Linked DNA regions of Rattus norvegicus: region 2 is linked to region 1. A link is a contact called in public Hi-C data. All regions are on one chromosome and are shown on one strand. Each heading gives the region's core, a stretch centred on a gene start, on an enhancer-like site or on the middle of the called end of the contact. The rest is flanking DNA. Distances are from core to core; before and after follow the strand shown.

Region 1 (3,190 bases), core at 688-3,187:
ACTGTGCTCCCAAGTCATTTGAATAAATAGCTACTTAATTTCCATGGATTAAAAAAAAATAAGTAAACAGAGTTAGCCTCTTCACTAACCTAGGAAAAATAATCATTTGGTAATTATATAATCTGTGAAACCAAATCTGTTCCCAAACAGCACGGTCCTTTTAATGTTTAGAATCACTATTTGAAGCATTTTTGATTGGCTTAAATTATTTGAAATTCATCATTCAAATGTCTTCTGCAGATCTTATTCGGTATTTATTTGGTAGATTTATAAAGTGAAAACAAAAATATGTTTATCCGAAATCAATTCATTTTCAGTTTTATACGCAGTTTTTGGGTTTTTTTGTTTTGTTTTGTTTTGTTTTGTTTTGTTTGACTTTCATTCTGGACAATAAACATGTTTTACAGTGACATACAATTTTCTTTTTAATTTGCACACGAGCTACACCAGCAGGGGGCGAAATACAAAAGGAATACATTTGACAAGCCATATAGATTTTTCTCACTTCAGTGACTGGGCAATAACAAAAACATTCAGCATAACCACAAAGCAGTAATGCAGTCTCCCTTATCTTGCAATGACTGAATTGTGAGGAGACAAATGAGGGTCTATTTTAGTTCTTCAAGTTAATTTGTCTAGAACATTGCAGAGGCGGGATAAACCGTAATGAATTGCTATTGTCCTTATCTTTCCCAACGACTATAATTCCTCCAGTCAAAGGGTGGACAGTTCTCTGAGATGACGGGTGTTTTCAGTCCTTGTGTCTGGCTTACTGCTGAGCTTTGCGGTTTTGGAATTATTTTAAATAATTCAGCGTGGGCAGAAAGAGGACCCGGCAGGGCTCACGGTTTATAGGGTAAGAGTCCAGGGTTCACCATCTGAGACGGAAATAATAACCCTGCAGCCTTGTAGTCTGAGTTTTACAGTGGAATGGGTTCTAACAGTCATAATAAAGGACCGGGAAAGGTTATAAAACATAAAGACCAACTGCTCTGGACTGATGGAAACAAAACCTCTCTCTCTCTTATGACCTCTATTGTATAGAATCGCTCAAATGCACAAGTTGATTTGAAAGATGTATGAAAACGATCATCTTCTCCAAACACCTGCACAATTCTGGACTGATTTTGTGGAAGACCATTAGTTTGCCTGCTGACTTCTTAAGTAGGACAATCACTTCTCGTTTGTTAAATAACAGCTTCCTCTTTTGTTGGCTTACATAAAGAGGAAGGGAATGAAAAAGTCTTTTTTTTTTTCCGGGCAGAAAGGACGAGCTGCTGAATGTTGTCCAGCCGGTTTTTCAGTAGATCTGGTTCCGTATTTCCATACGTCTGCAGTTTTACACCAAGGCGAAACTTAACCCGCTCCCGGGCCCAACGGTAAAGTAATGGACTGAGAGGAGCTCGGGTCTGTGACCCGGAGCGCTGCCTCAGAGGGTCGGGCAGGGGGTTAGGACGTCCCTAGCCCACACTTCAGTGAGTACGGAAAAAAAAGACAACTTGCCCGCACCCAAAATGGCGAACGTCGTTGCACACGACGGCGCCTGCGCAGAAGTAAGAATTCTGTGACACTAATTCCCCTGGAGTGTCCTCCCCCACCCCGGCACCCACCAGCGCCGGGCCCCGACCTAGCCACCTGCGCCCGGAAGTGACGTATCGACAGCAGCGGTTCCCCGCTGCATGATGGGAGAGTGTGTGGAGTGGGCGGGGGTCTCCGCGGAGGAGGAGGAGGCGGAGGCGGCGGCGGCGGAAGAGGGCGGAGGGTAGTGGGATGGGGGTCCCGCGGCAGCGCTGAAACTCCGGGTGGGCGTCCATGGCGCCGCGGCGCTGACAGGGCTGGGAGCAGCTCCCCTTCCGCCCTCACCAGCTCAGCGTCCGAGTAACCGGTCCTTCCCCGGGGAGCCAGTTCCTCCCCGGGCCGCCGAGCCATGCCCATCGCGGCCGCCCGGGACGAGCCAGGTGAGTGCTGCCGCCGCTCTGTCGGGGTGCGAGGGAGCCGGCCGGGCTAGTCTCCCCGGCCTGAAGCACCTGCCCGCGTCGGCCCGGATGCGGGCCTGCGAGCTCCGGCGCGGGCTCTGCTCTCCTCCGCGGGTGCGGAACGCTGCTGGCAGCGCCTGAAGCAGAGTGGTACGGCGCTCGGCATCCCGGTCTCAGCAGAGGAGAGCCAGCCGTGCCCTCCGGGCCGCCGTGGCCCGCCCTGCCCCACGCCGTCTACCTGCCCCGAGCTGCGCGTCGGGGTCCCCTCCCGGCCGCTGTGCAGAAGTTTGGGGCTTCGCTTTGGCTTCCTCCTTCTCCCACCTCCCTCGTGACAGGTGTAAACACTGTCTGCCTCGCGGAGGCCCGAGGCCGGCTGCTGCAGGAGTGTGCCGCCTAGGAGGGTCTCTGAATGCTCCAACGGGCAGAGACGGCCCAGAGCTGTGTCCCTTGCGGAGAGGACCTTTCGGCACTCCTCAGGAAATCATCTGCGTCTTCTCCCTCATTGCGTCCGAAAGTTGAGCCATTATTCTTTAAGCGCCCGACTTGGCAGGTGCTGCGGGGTGCCGGGGACAGAGGGTGAACGGTGGTGGGTTTTTTTTCCCTTGGAAACTGAGACTAGTTGTGCCTCCCACCGCCCCCACCTTGTTGGTTTATTCAAGTTATAGCGTGATGTCCCTCTGAATCTGTTGCGGTTGAGGAAAGAACTGACTCATACATGTAAATATTAACGGGGTGGGGGGCAGGGAGCGTCAAAGGAGCGATGGTTCTGTTTCAGAGTTCTCACTAAGAAAAGTAAAACTTTACTCAAACTTCAGGGCATAAATATCTCCCACGAGGTACAACCTTATACTCTAAGGTGGGTTTTTTGTTTATGTGGGGGAGGATAGTGGTGGGGATAGGTGCTGTGGAACGGTTTAAATCAGATTTTACATTTGTTAGACTATTAGAGAAATATATGCTAAACTCTAGGGGGAACTATGCTTCAACTCTAATGCGTTGATATAAGCAGCCTGGCTTACCTACATTTTATAAGGTTCTAAACTTGACAATTGTAGTAATCATTTTTAACACTCTTCAGAAGTGCATTTGTTAAAACAAAGTCCCTTTGGTAGCCTTATATATGGATATATCTCAAAAAGCTAGACCCAGCATCATAATTTCTAGTTCAGCAAATAGCACTTACTAGATTCTTATTAGATATAGTGTCTGTATTA
Region 2 (3,636 bases), core at 195-2,694, 39 kb before region 1:
GTAGCGAGGTTAGGATCTGTTCCTCAGTTGGCATGCACATCTCAAGAGTTTCGATTAGCAGATTTACTTCAACTCATACAAAATCCAGGAGCAGGAGGGTCTTCAGGCCTCTTTCCACCTTGCCAAGACTCCAGGGTCCAGGAAGCGGTGCTTTCCAGGCTGAGGCTTCTCCACTTCAACTCATGCACTAGAAGGGGAAGCCAGAGCTTGGGGAAAGCACTTTGACCCCTACATGCTTGACCTTCGCCACAATGGGTCACCTCACCTCTACTGGCCAGAATTAGTCTCAGGCCTTACCTGCTTGCCTGAAGAAGGGCGAAGTCTGAGGTAGAAATAAGTTACTTTAGTCTTTCACCTGCCTTTCTGTGGTAAGTCTCAGAAGAACCACTGGGTATGTTTGTATGCTGTGATGTCACTGAGATCTCCCCTACCCCACCCCCATCCCCCTACCCCATCACCGAGCCCAGCATCCTCAGTAACTGTATCTAGGGATCAGACACCCCTGGTTCGCTGTGTCTCTACCATGGCTAATGAGTACTCTTTGGCCAAGTTTCTCATCCTGTCTTAACCTGCTGCTCCGTTTCATTTGGAGATAAGCCTACCCATAACTCTGGGTTAGTGTGAAGATTACGGGGTATTATGCACACAAAGAGCTTTGAAGGTTACTTAGAAAGCTCTTGATATGTGTCCATTGTCTTCAACAAACAGCCGTGTTATTATGAGATGCTTTTAAACTTTACATTGTGAAATAATTCGGACTGCAAAAGTAAAGATTCCCATATGGTCTCTGTCTCTCTCTCTCTCTCTGTCTCTCTGACTCTCTTTCTCTCTCTGTCTCCCCACCCCCTGCCTCTCCCTCTTCCCTCCCCCTCCCCCTCATCTTTCCCCCTCCTCTTCTCTTTCTTCTCCTCCTCCTGTTCCTCCTCCTCCCCATCCTCCTCCTCCTCCACCATCTTCCTTTTGGTTTTTGAAACAGGGCTTCTCTATGTAGCCCTGATGTTAATCCCACCAAACAAGAGTAAAGATCTTTATCCAAAATCTTTTAGTCTAATTGGGCAAGCTTTATTTTCAGTCAGACAGGGCTTTCTTCCTAAAGCAGGGTTTGAAACAACAGCGGTGAACACAGAAGACGCTGGAGTTTATATAGCTTTAAAAACCACAAGATTAATGGATTTCCAAGGGCTGGGGGATTTTTTTTTGATTATGTAGGAATTTGGATGAATATGTCAAAATTACTTGGCAGAACATCTTATCAGGGCATAGGGTGGAGGTCAGGGTACAGGGAGTAGAACACACCAAATTCAAGGTCGAGGCATGATCAAATTTAAGTTTTACAGAAAACAGAAATGAATCTGTTTTGACCTTGTGACCATATGGTTTCTAATCTTACGATGGAATCAGGCTGATCCATCACTGATTGACCAAGAACTCACTGTGTAGGCAAGGCCAGCCTCAAACTCAGTCCCTCTGCTATTTGAGTACTGGGATTAAACCCAGCTCCCATACAGTATTCTTAAGTTCCCCAAAGGTTAATATTTTACCACATTTACTTTAAAATTTTTTCTGTCTTTTCCTCTTTCTACGTATAGTTTTCTTTTTTCCCCTGAACTCTCTGAGCATAAATGACAGACGCGCCGGCCTGCACCTCTACAGTGTATGCTTCGCAGATACACGTTCTTTTATACAGCCGTGCTATAACTCGACACACTGACGCTGAAACCACGGTGTTATCTAATCTGCAAAGCTTGTTTGTAGAGCACGCGGGCCGGGCCACCAGCCGGGTTTAAGAACTCGTGAGGTGGAGGGTGCCCAAGGCCGGGCATTCTCATAGGTCTGAGAGGGCAGGAGTGGAGCCACTCCCTCCCTGTCTCTGTACCTGCTCTGAAACGTGGAACCTCCAACAGAGAGGACCAAGGGCAGTCAGTCACGTGATGCAGCACCTGGAGTCCTGCCCCGTGCAAATAGAGCGTCCCCGACATCTCAACCTCAGCCAATAGAAAACATTCACCCGCCGCAGGTTCATGTCGTCCCTGTCCGCGTGGAATAAAGCAAACAAGTTATTTTACCAAGGATCATCTGAGACTGGCTGCTTTCACAGAGCCGTAATACTTGCGAGAGGGCTCTCCGGAAGAAGCACACAACCTTGGATCTCTGACCCCCTCCCACTGCCTGGCCAGCTTCTCATTGGCCAAAGGGCTCACAGCACAGCGCTGCTGCAGACTGCACCACTGTAGCTGTCTCAGGACCCAGGACTCTGGCCACTTGCCCCGCACAAGCCACCTTTCTCGGACTTAGCCCTGCCGTTGTGCTGGCCGCATCCAGACAGCAGAGAACGAATCTGAGACCCACACTTGTTCAAATTTGCCCAGGACCGCTTCACCAATACCCCTTATTGTTGTCATAACCTATACCAAGGCATATTTAGCTGTAATGTTTCTTTCTCTTTAATTTGCAAATTTTCTTCTTTTGTATTTTGTGACCTTGATGTTCTAAAATTACATTTATTTATTCGTGTGTGTGTGTGTGTGTGTGTGTGTGTGTGTGAAGGGGCACCTGTCGGGATGGTGGTCAGAGGCCATCCTGTAGGAACTGGTTCTCCTTTCACCGAGTGGGTCCCACGACCGGAACTCATGCCATCAGACTTGACAAGTTAAACCCACCTCACTAAAGTCCTTAATTGTTCTTACTAAAGCTTGATGCTTTGTAGAACGTTCCCATTTGATTTCTTTTTGTTTCCTCACGATTCATCGAGGTATGCATTTTTGTCAGACATAGTTCAGAAATGATGTTGGACCCTTCTACATGCTTGGCATCAGGAAGCCATATATGCCCGTTTGCCCAGTTGATGCCAAGGTCTCCTTTGACCACTTTTTTTGAGGTGACACTTGCCAGATAGGGTTCTACTATAAAATTACTATTTTGATTTTTCTAATCAGCATTCTGTTGGGAGATATTTGAGATTTTATGAATATTCCTTTTTGCATCTTACTTTCATGCACTCGCAACGTGCCAGCCTATAAAGAAAGGGAAAACCTCTCCACAGGCTCTAAGATAATTGTCTAAGCCCTCTCCTGAAGACGAACTCCACATGGTTGGTCATTCATCCTCCAAGGCAGTGCTACGGCCAAACACGTCAGAGTGGGCACGACTCACTGGTCTGATTCTGGCAACCAAGGTTGGGGGCCAATTATGCCTACTCTATCCAGGATATCTGTCTACTCCAAAAGGAACTGTGAGTCAGGTCCTGGTCTGTACGTTGGACTCAGGTTTACTTCTTGAATAACTACTGTAAAAATTTCTCTTCTCATCCAGAATCCATTTGTCTCCCACTTCTTCCTCAGTCTTGCAGTACCTGATTTATGAGCATGACCCTCAGTCAGGAGTGTTAAGTATTGAAAAAAATCAGCCAAGGTTGGGCAAGAGAGTTCAGCAGGTAAGGTGCCCACTGCCAAGTCTGAGCACCATTCCTGAGACTCACAGAAAGGCAGAAATAGAAAACCGATGTTCGTGAGTTCTTCTCTGACCTTCACACACATACACACACACACACACACACACACACACACACACACAGACACGCACACATACACACAGAGACACATACACAGACATATACAAAACACACAGAGACACATA

What was found. A called contact is a pair of places that touch in the nucleus more often than the background predicts.
Region 2: a contact with region 1 is called in a Hi-C map of kidney, with 2.2 times the contacts expected there. The contact joins the enhancer-like site here to the promoter of Aftph in region 1. A contact is called at or near these places in 2 of 12 Hi-C or Micro-C datasets (hepatocytes and kidney).

Annotation. Positions count from the first base shown.
Region 1 is chr14:99,125,474-99,128,663 of GRCr8, reverse strand. Aftph (aftiphilin) reads left to right here and starts at 1,937. Exons shown (of 9, transcript NM_001305127.1): 1 at 1,937-1,958.
Region 2 is chr14:99,163,544-99,167,179 of GRCr8, reverse strand. No RefSeq gene overlaps it. Among named protein-coding and RNA genes, the nearest start is that of Rps28-ps5, 27 kb to the right of the region's middle. Within about 2 kb of position 1,444, at least 22 of the 93 cell types and tissues checked have an H3K27ac peak or open chromatin away from gene starts, as enhancers often do. A contact at or near this core is called in hepatocytes and kidney, where this site is marked.